Regions from separate parts of the Mus musculus genome. Here region 1 is linked to region 2. Evidence: chromatin contacts called from public promoter capture Hi-C data. All regions are on one chromosome and are shown on one strand. The core of a region is the stretch at or near the end of the contact, and the rest is flanking DNA. Distances in the headings are between cores, read along the strand shown. Region 1 has its middle 17 kb from the start of Nckap5los. Region 2 overlaps Fmnl3 (formin-like 3).

Region 1 (4,879 bases), core at 1,784-4,283, 84 kb after region 2:
ACCGCAATCACACAGGAAACAGCGTCACCACCTTAGAAGCCTTGGAAAGAGTCTAAACAATGGCTGCTCAGCAGAGATGCCCACCTCCCTCCCTGTCTAGACTGTGAATTAATGAATTAATTAATTAAAGGGCCTGTCTGACTGTGAATTGGGTCATGGACATCTTTTTTTTTTTAAGATTTATTTATTAATATATGTAAGTACACTGTAGCTGTCTTCAGACACTCCAGAAGAGGGAGTCAGATCTCATTACGGATGGTTGTGAGCCACCATGGGGTTGCTGGGATTTGAACTCTGGACCTTCGGAAGAGCAGTCAGGTGCTCTTACCCACTGAGCCATCTCACCAGGTCCCATGGACATCTTCTTATGAAACCTTTTGCTAAATAAACTTTTGTGATACTCAGAAGAAAAAAAAAAAGTTTGTCATTTTGTTTTGTGAATAAGAAATCTGGATCACGGGAAGTTCTAAAGTTTAAGGACCATTTACGGGAACATTCAGTACCTCTTAGTGCTCTGCTTCATCCAGAGGATGTAACAAGTAAAACCAGGAACACCGCGGTGTGCTGTGGAGACACGACACGCTCAGCAGTCGCTAGCATTTCCTTCTGCTCCAGAAGACCAGGGCTCCTTTCTACCATCACTGTCCAGCACTCACAATACAGTTCCCATAGCTCTGACGCCCTCTTCGGGTCTCTGTGGGCACTGTACTCATGTACACCCACCCACACACAAATACACAGATACACATAATTAAAAACAAGAAAATATGCCAGGTGGTGGAGGCCTTTAAGCCCAGCACTCAGGAGGCAGAGGCAGGAGGATCTCTGTGAGTTCAAGAACAGCATGTTCTACAGAGCGAGTTCCAGGACAACCAGAGCTACACAGAAAAACTCTGTCTCAAAATAAATAAATAAAATAAAATAAAATAAAATAAATGTAAAGGCACTTAGTGGGACACTAAGAAAGCTGGGGGCATTGGACATGTGTTTGGTGGCAGAGCACCTGCCTAAGATGCCCGGGGTGAGGCTGAAGGCTTGACCTCCAGTATATTATGTGATATGACTTGTTGTTTTATTTTTTAGATTTATTTATTTATTATATGTAAGTACACTGTAGCTGTCTTCAGACACTCCAGAAGAGGGCATCAGATCTCATTACGGGTGGTTGTGAGCCACCATGTGGTTGCTGGGATTTGAACTCCGGACCTTCGGAAGAGCAGTCGGGTGCTCTTACCCACTGAGCCATCTCACCAGCCCATGACTTGGTTTTACAATGTAGACACATACTGTGATATAATTTATCTGTCAATTAAAATTAATTTTAGGGTCTGGAATGGAGTTCAGTGGTATAACCCTTGCCTAGGCTGTGTAATACCCTGATTTCAATTTTGCACTGAAAAACATTAAAATAATTTTAAAAACAAAATTTTAGCCAGATCTGGTTGCTTATGCCTGTAACCAAAGCATTGAGGCAGGTAATTCAGAGGAACTGCCAGGAGCTTGGGGCCATCCTGAGCTATTCAGTAAGGTCTATGCTAGCCTGAATTGTAAATCCAGCACTTGGGAGGTGGAGGGAGGCCAGAGATTAGGAGCAAGGCCAGTCTAGGTGTCATGGTAAATTAGCTCATCAAACACTGGGGAGATGTAAATTAAAGCAGGCATAAAATATGGATAGAACATACATATAATATATATGAATTTATTACACAAATACATATATGTAATACATGTATATAATGTGTGTATAATATATATGTGTGTGTGTAAGTGTACATATATACATATATGTAGATATTGATAACACTGAGTGCTGCTGGAAGTGTGGAGGAACATGCCCCTCACTGGTGACAGGAGGATGGTGCAGCCTCTGCAGCACTATTTGGCAGCTTCTTATAAACTCAAATTTAAATTAGACCTTGAACTCAGGTCCTCTGCAAGAGCAGTGTGTTCTTTTAACTGCTGAGTTATCTCTCTAACTCTTCTCTTCTCTTTTCTTTTCTTTTCTTTTCTTTTCTTTTCTTTTCTTCCTCTCTCTCTCTCTCTCTCTCTCTCTCTCTCTCTCTCTCTCTCTCTCTCTCTCTTATATTAGTGCTCTTATCTGCATGTCAGAAGAGGGCGTCAGATCCCATCACAGATGGATGCCAGTCACCATGTAGTTGCTGGGATTTGAACTCAGGACCTCTGGAAGAGTAGTCAGTGCTCTTAACCACTGAGCAACCTTTCCAGCCACTCCAGTTCCTTATTTTCATTTTGATACAAAGTCTCATATAGACCAGGCTAGCCTCAAACTCACTATGTAGCTAAGGATGACTTTGAACTTCTGATCTTCCTGCCCCCTTCTGGCCAGTTCTGGAATTACAGGCACTTGCCACCTCATCTCGGTTTTTTTTTTTTTTTTATGCAGGGTTGGAAACTGAACCCAGGTCAGGCTTTGTGCATTTTAGGCAGGGGTTCTACCTCGTGAACACAGCTCCAGTTTTAGTTCTAATTAGCCCCAAACTGGGAACAATTCAGTTATTCTTCCATTGTTGACTGAATAAACCATCTGCACATCTTCAGTGTGGAAATTAACCATGTCATACGCAACAACTCAGATGCGTCCGAAGGCATTTCTGTCCTGTGGTTTCCAGAAAGTGAGGGCACTTGGGAGGGGAAAGCAGAGGGACAGAATCTCACCACTTGAGCCCCCTCCCCCCCCCACCCCCCATACACACGCTGGTCCACAACGCCATTCACATTCAGTGTCCACTACAGGCTGCCCGGTGCTTCCCACCTATTGGGTGCCCTGTGAATGTTTGTTGTAGACTCGACAGGGATGAAGGACAGATATGGGCTGGTCACCCGCTGATGTCATGCCTTCACGAGAGTTTGCTCAGAGTAGTTCAGCTGCCTTGACAGCCCGTCTACGTTGAAACTGGTAGTAGGAAATGTGTCTCCCGGAAAGCAAGGCTGATGGGGAGAACTGGCAGGGATGGACAGGGTATTCATATTCTCTGGCTTCACCCAAGGCTTACCAAAGCTGTCAAGAGGTGGAGGACACCCTGTATTTCTTCTTATAGCCACACGAGGGCAGTGTAGCCCCGCAAACCGTGAAGCTGCCTCCCATGCGCCATCTACTGGCAACATTTTCTCAAGTGGAGGGAAAGGAGTTTTTTTTTGTTTGTTTGTTTGGTTTTTTTTTTTTTCTTGCTTAAAGAATGAAAGGCTTGATATGGCAACCCAACACTTTCAGACATGGAGAGGCCACAGTAGGGACAGGAAGATTGTCATGAACTCAAGGCTATCCTCAGCTACATAGTGAGACGCTGTTTCAAAACAAAACAAAACAAAACAAACAAAAGATAAATTTAATTTCTTGATGGCTCTTCCACCCTAAGACTCTAGCTGCTTTCCCTCGGCCCACACAGTTGCTCCTCCTCCACATATCACTTTGAGATACCCCACCCCCACTCCACCCCACCCCCCACGCTCCCCTTGACAGCTCTTACCTCTGCCTCATTTCATTGGCATGAGATGGGCAAGACTCCACCGCTAACAACACACCTCATCCTTCTGGCTCACCACCCAGTCTCTCCTCACCCGCACTTTGCTTGTTGGGGTGATGGATGAGGGTGGGGTGGGTAGGGTGGGAGCCCAGCCTAAGCTTTCTTTTCTTCCATCCTCTCCTTCTTCATTTTTTCTTTTCTTTTCTTTTCTTTTCTTTTCTTTTCTTTTCTTTTCTTTTCTTTTCTTCTCTTCTCTTCTCTTCTCTTCTCTTCTCTTCTCTTTTTCTTTCCTTCTTTCTTCTTCTTTCCTTCCCTTTCTTTCTTTCTTTCTTTCTTTCTTTCTTTCTTTCCTTCTTTCTTTCTTTCCTTCTTTCTTTCTTTCTTTCCTTCCTTCCTTCCTTCCTTCCTTCTTTCTTTCTTTTTTTTTTTTCTGAGACAGGGTTTCTCTGTGTAGCCCTGGCTGTCCTGGAACTCACTTTGTAGACCAGGCTGGCCTTGAACTCAGAAATCTGCTTGCCTCTGCCTCCTGAGTGCTGGGATTAAAGGCTTGTTCCATCACGCCCGGCTTCCTTCTTCATTTTTCAAACTCAGGACTTTGTTGCTAAACAAACGTCCTACCACTGAGTGACTACCCCAATATGTGTGTGTGTGTGTGTGTGTGTGTGTGTGTGCTCCTCGTGGGTGTAGGTGCTTAGAGAGGCTAGAGGTGTCAGATTCCCCAGAGATGGAGTCATCCAGCGTGTGTACCAGACTTACTGAGTCTCCTGGAAGAGACTCTTCAGTCTGCACTACTGACCCAGCTCTCGGGCCCTGGTGGTAGGTGGGGCGGGGTGGGGTGGGGCGGGGTCTTGCTCTGGCTTTGTAGTTGTGGCTGGCTTGGAACTCTCCGTCCTCTCACTTCAGTCCCCCCAGTGTTATCTGGTGTCGTTTTGAGTGTGCTCTGGAGCCGGCGTGTCTGGGCTTGAATCACGGCTGATCTATACACAGGCTTTAACGTTTTAAACGTTCTGGCTCTCCCTACCCTATCAGACCCGGGTAACAGGATCACCCACATGAAGAGGTTGTATAGAGGATTAGCTGAGTATCCACACACATGGCCGCCCGAGGTAGTGCTGGCGCACTGTCAAGGGTGAGTGTTCTTATGTATTATCCCTGGAGCCAGAGATCACCGCCACTGGCCCTCCACTCGCCACCCCAGTTCCCCCATCAGCAATGCTTCCCTTGGGTTAAGCCTACAACTTTCCTTTTCTCGACCTGAAACCAGTGTGTGCCCCTGCTATACTCTCTCACAAAAACCCATTTTCTCTGAAGTCTGGTGTCAGAGACGCCCATCCTCCGTCCTCCACTGGCTCCAGCCCCGTGAAGATGGGATGGAAGTATCCCCAAAACTCCAT
Region 2 (5,074 bases), core at 1,919-4,418:
CAGCCAGTACACCACTGTCTCACACTACTAACTGCCTTCTGTGGTTTGGCTTGTTTAGCTTTGTCAGTGCTGAGGAGTGAGCCAGGGGTCTCCTGCCAGGCCAGTATGCTCATAGGAGGTCTCCTAGTGAGCTACATCCCAGGCCTAGCTCTCTTAATGGTGGATGTTTTATGACTGAGGCTTCTATGTCTTTCTCCTCATCTTCAGCTTCCCTGGAACTGGGAGCTGAGAACTGTGAAGAGGGAGGTATTCTAGCCCCTGAGGAAGTGAGTGTTGTTTCTGGTTACTTCCTGCAACAGGTCTGTTACCATAAGTAGCAGTGTCCAGAGCAAAGAGGTCAGCTGACATCACACAACACTCTCTTACATCCCCAGCCCCTATCTCACTGGTCCCTCCTGCCCTGTACCCCAGCCTCTAAGAACTGGGGCATATCTCCCAAAGGCTTTCCCCCATAGGACATTTTGCCCACTGTGAACGCCCAGTGTCAAAGGCTGGGGCTTTCTGGAACAAAGGGTACCCACAGAGGAGAGGCTGCCAGGGTCAGGAGGTGTCCTGACAGGTGGCATGTAACAGGGTGACCCAGCCATGGATCACCCCTTTCCTCTCGAGCCATTCCAAAACACTGTCTCTTGCTCCCTGGACTCTACTTTCAAAGGCACTGACTGCCCTGGACACCAAAGTGTAGTCTTGGTTTGGAGCAATGGGATTGTTTGCTTTTTCAAGAAAGACAGGCATATTTGGGGAAATGATCTATATCTTTTTACTATAAAAGTTCTGAACTAAAAATTCACTTAAGCAAAACTTCCCCATTTTTTTCTATAAAAAGATTATTTAAAGGGACAGGAGAACCGTGAAGTAGGACTTCCACAGAGATGTGGATGGGAAGCAGGTTACTCTGGCTTTAAAGAGAATGACCTGCAAGTGGGATGGGAAGCTAAACCTGGGAGACATTGCTAGGTCCCCTGGAGGAAACACACTGGACCAAGAAGAGCCATAAGGGCAGGGACAGTGGACAAGCAGATGTCTAGGCAAGGTCCAAGGCTCAAGACCCGGATTTCTGCAGACTAGGGACTTTCAGTTCGGGACCCATGGGAAGCTGAGAGCAAACCTGGACTGTCCTCCTTAGGCTGACTTGTCTAACTAAAGTGTAAGCCTGCATATGCTGCTAACTTCATTTACTATCACAGTTAGCCTTCTTTCTCTATGTCCAAAGATTAGAGGCAGGCTTATCACCTGGGTGATAACTAACAGCAGAGCAGCCACCAGGGGAGGAGGCTAAGAGGGATACACACCTTCCCATCTAATTTGTTTAGTCAGGAGGACAAAGGTACCTGAGGTTCCACAGATAGTGCACAACACAACTTTGACTCCAAAAGCTCTCATTCACTGCACCTCACCATGCTTGCTCTCCTGTGCTAACCAACAGCTAACTCCCTCCATATGAAAAGGATGTCTTGAAAATGCTCCCAAATACTTATTCGATCTGTTCGGGTCGAAGGTCACCACGCTCACTGGCCTTCCTCAACAATAGGCCTATAGTCACCCTCTCACATCTCAGGGCCCAAGCTGCCTCATGAAGACTCAATGTTGTTGAAATGATGAAACCCTAAGGAGCCTGTCTCCTGAGGATCCAGGCTATTTCCTGGAGGTCCTGCAGCCTGGTACTTGGATCACTTGGCTTCTGACTCCAAGCTCCCTTGCCGGACTGTTCTCTTCATGCTCCCTAGAACATGTCTTCTACTCCAGCTAACTTTCCAGTCCTTGCTGATGCCTGCTATTCCCTTGTCTTGCCTGCTCATGTCTGCAGCAACACTTGAGCTACTTCCTCCTGCTCTGGGGATGCCCATGCCCACCTTCTCTGTTGGAATCTCACTCTTCCTTTTTCTTTCCCACCCCACATTTCCCCCATGCTGGAGCCTGACACCTCAGCCTCAGCACATGGCAGGCAATGCTCTGCTGGCTTGCATTCCCAGCCCTCATCCTTCTTCTAAATAGATGGGGACTGTCTGCTTCCCAGTGAGTCCCCAACCTTTGCCCTGTGGTACTTACATGACAGAACACTGGGCAAATGACAGGTAATCCACCAGCACGTCCAGGCCTTTGTTCTCATCATTGAGAAACTCCCTCACCCACCTGCAGATACAGCAAACACAGTGGATGTAGTGTGCAAACTGGCTTGGTTTGGTGGAGGCTCTGACCCAGCAATCTAGCCCTCAATAAATTTGCTCTCTTGCATGCTACTGGAACCTACTATCAGGCTGAGAAAATCCTGAAAACCATAACCTATGACAGGCCCCTATGTGGTCATGCTGCCAGCCTGGACTTCCCAGAGGCAGGAGAATACATCACAAATGGGCTTCAGCCAGATGAGATTCTAGCCAGTCTCTCCTCTTGGGCCAGGTTATAACCCCATTATTTCCTGTGTCCCTTTGATCTGATACAATGCTAGGCATGAAGTCCTTTTCCACCATGTGCTGGAGGAATTGGGGAGGCATCCAGAGCATTCACCACTCACAGAGCTGGGCCTGGAAAAGCCTGCAAGTCCCTAGTGCCATAAATCTCAAAGAGAGCCTTACAGGGCCAGAGGGCTCACCGCTGAGTTCAATTTTGAGAAGCAATGAGCAAAGATGGTTGTGAGAGTTCTGTGTTCGGCTGGAGTGGGTCCGGCAGAACCAAAAAAGCTTAGGGAACATACACGCTCCAGTCATGGCTCTCCCAGGAAGATGGCAATGTGGAAAGGCAGGCAGGTGAGCAGACAGGAGGACAATGACCTGGGGCATTTTTGCTTTCCCTTTGGCCTATGCTAACTCTGGAATAAAAGTGAAGAGCAAACTCCCTTAGAATTGGTGGGGGGTTGTGACAGGTCTATTTCAGTGCAGAGACATTAAACCCCTCAGGATGGAAGCCTTGTTCTCCTGAGTACTCTAGTCCTCCTGAAATGTCCATGGAACTACATAGTCCAGCTGTGTCCAAACTGCCCTGCAGGGCTGTGTCTACCCCACAGCTGGAACACCAGCTCCATCCTGGCTAGCCACACCCGCAGCTGAGAGGCTGGCGCTAGAGCACCAGGCTTGGCTGATTTGCCAGCAAAGCTCCAGCTGAAGCTGACACTGGAGCTGCCTCAAGTTAGCTTCCTCTCTGGGGGCCGACAGGCCTCCCATTTCCTGTCTGTCTGCTCTCCAGCTCCCCACCCCCTTCTCATTTCCTGTCTGAGTCTACACTGCTATTTTAGGGATCCTGACACTTTGAGGGGAGGTTAAAGGGCACTTTGACAAGGCAGAAAACCAATACAAACCACAAGAGCTAGAGGGCCCTGGAATCCTACTCAGGCAGCCTCAGCCCAGAGCAAGAGACCCCATACACCGCGGGCCTCACTCCTGCAGGACCCCGTCCATCTGGCTGTAAGCAAAGCAGGATCCCCTTCTCACTTGGTCCTGGCCTCCTTCCACCCCTGACTAGCCTGACAAGCTTCCTGAAGAGAAGGATCCTGTCTCCTCATAGAACTACCCAGAGAAGCCTCAGATTAGATGGCACGGGCTTAACTCTTCCCTGGGAACCAAGGGCTGGGTCTAGACCTCAAACTTGTGAGCCAATGCTAAGAAGCCCTGGGGCCTGGAACTGTGCTAACCACAGGGGACTGTTTCTTTGTGCTCCTCTGCCAAGGAGAGCAGACCCCCCATCCTCCCACCAGTTACAGCAGGACTTAGAGAAGACGGCAAGGCCTGAGAGAGGCCCGGGGTGCTCAGGACTGCCACAGTGTCACTCTCAACCACACACAAAGCCTAAGTGATGCACTCTCCTAGTTTTCCTTCTGTGAGATTCTTAAGGGTGGGAGTGGGGACAGCAGGGTTTGGCCACACCTTTCTTGGTGGCTTTCCATGTCTGGGTCACAGATGACTGTAGTGTGGAAGCCATGCTTTGGCTACCACAGCGCAGCTCCCAACACCAGGAAGGGTCCCTTTCCTGTCCTCTCCTGTGCTGCTTCCCTTCTGAGTGCTGTTGCAGCTGGCTACATACAGATGTCCTCTCCCTCTAAAGGGGTCCAGGCACATCAGGCCTGGGGCAGACACGTAGGCTGCGCTTGACAAAAGAGGAAAAGCTGGTGATGTCAGTGGCTCTTTCCACCTTACTCTCAGAAAGCTCAGGGACGCAGGCTGGCATCTACCCAGAAACCCACTTCACCCTTCACTGCTCTCACTGAGGCACCCCTACCTGAAGTGCTGCGGTCTTAGTTCACTGTCCCTTCTGTGTGGCCACTCTTTCCAGTTGTTTCTTACTCTTGCTGGAACAGCTTCATGGGACAGAGGCGCTGTACTCTCCCTGAGCCTCAGCATCAGCCCTTAGCTTCCTCAGCAACCCCTGGTTCCCTGATCAGGCTGAAAGTCTTGCACAGACCCTGGGGCCCACTCAGCGCACTGGCAGCAATAGGATCTGTGAGCACGGGAGACAGCCAACGCCTGATCCTGTCTTACACCTCCAGTGCTTTAGGAAGCCTCTTCTGCTCATGTACAAAGATTATTTTCTTTCAAACAAATAAGTAATCTCTATACCAAAAAATCTAACTAGTCACCAATTAGTAACTAATTTCATTGTTCAATATAATACATCTCACGTCCCAACCTTTGCCAGGCCTTTCTTGGCCCAGTACCAGACCACAGGCAGACTCTGGTCTCAGCTGCTATGGGAATGTCTTCCAGTCAAAGCCACAGGACCCCAAGAGAGGCCCCAAGCTTGCCAGAAGTAACCGGTCAGCAGCTGGCAGTACAGAAGGGCAGAAAAGCCAGAAATGGCACGTCTAAAGCTCTGTGGAGCCAGATGCTATTCATGGCCGGAAGGATAAACCAAAAAAGGGGACCCAAACCTGTGTGGGAGGCAGTGTCTGGTGTCAGGGAGAGCAGATGACAAACCTGACTTACCCAATGTGATTGGTGCGAAGTGAGATCTCCAGCTCCCGTAGGACTTTAGTGGACTCCTGCACTCTCCTCCGGAACTTCTGTAAACAGGGAGCCTCTGTCACTTGATGGGCATTCCCTGCCAACCATCTTTCTTTTCCTTTTTTTTCTTTTTTTCTAAG

The links. Capture Hi-C pulls out chosen DNA fragments and counts their contacts.
Region 1: a promoter capture Hi-C map of adipose tissue shows a contact between it and region 2. The contact joins two enhancer-like sites. A contact is called at or near these places in 4 of 15 datasets of contacts at CTCF or cohesin (the G1E-ER4 cell line, the NIH/3T3 cell line and embryonic stem cells), 31 of 484 Hi-C or Micro-C datasets (the Ba/F3 cell line, the G1E-ER4 cell line, the HL-1 cell line and 17 more), 8 of 115 datasets of contacts at active chromatin or transcription factors (the HPC-7 cell line, bone marrow-derived dendritic cells, bone marrow-derived macrophages and 5 more) and 4 of 9 other capture datasets (adipose tissue, embryonic stem cells, liver and 1 more).

The regions. Positions count from the first base shown.
Region 1 is chr15:99,413,643-99,418,521 of GRCm38.p6, forward strand. No RefSeq gene overlaps it. Among named protein-coding and RNA genes, the nearest start is that of Nckap5los, 17 kb to the right of the region's middle. Within about 2 kb of position 3,034, at least 66 of the 459 cell types and tissues checked have an H3K27ac peak or open chromatin away from gene starts, as enhancers often do. A contact at or near this core is called in the G1E-ER4 cell line, the NIH/3T3 cell line, adipose tissue and 4 more, where this site is marked.
Region 2 is chr15:99,329,938-99,335,011 of GRCm38.p6, forward strand. Fmnl3 (formin-like 3) reads right to left here. Exons shown (of 27, transcript NM_011711.2): 4 at 4,917-4,993; 5 at 2,050-2,133. Among named protein-coding and RNA genes, the nearest start is that of Gm22951, 36 kb to the right of the region's middle. Within about 2 kb of position 3,169, at least 292 of the 459 cell types and tissues checked have an H3K27ac peak or open chromatin away from gene starts, as enhancers often do. A contact at or near this core is called in the G1E-ER4 cell line, the NIH/3T3 cell line, adipose tissue and 4 more, where this site is marked.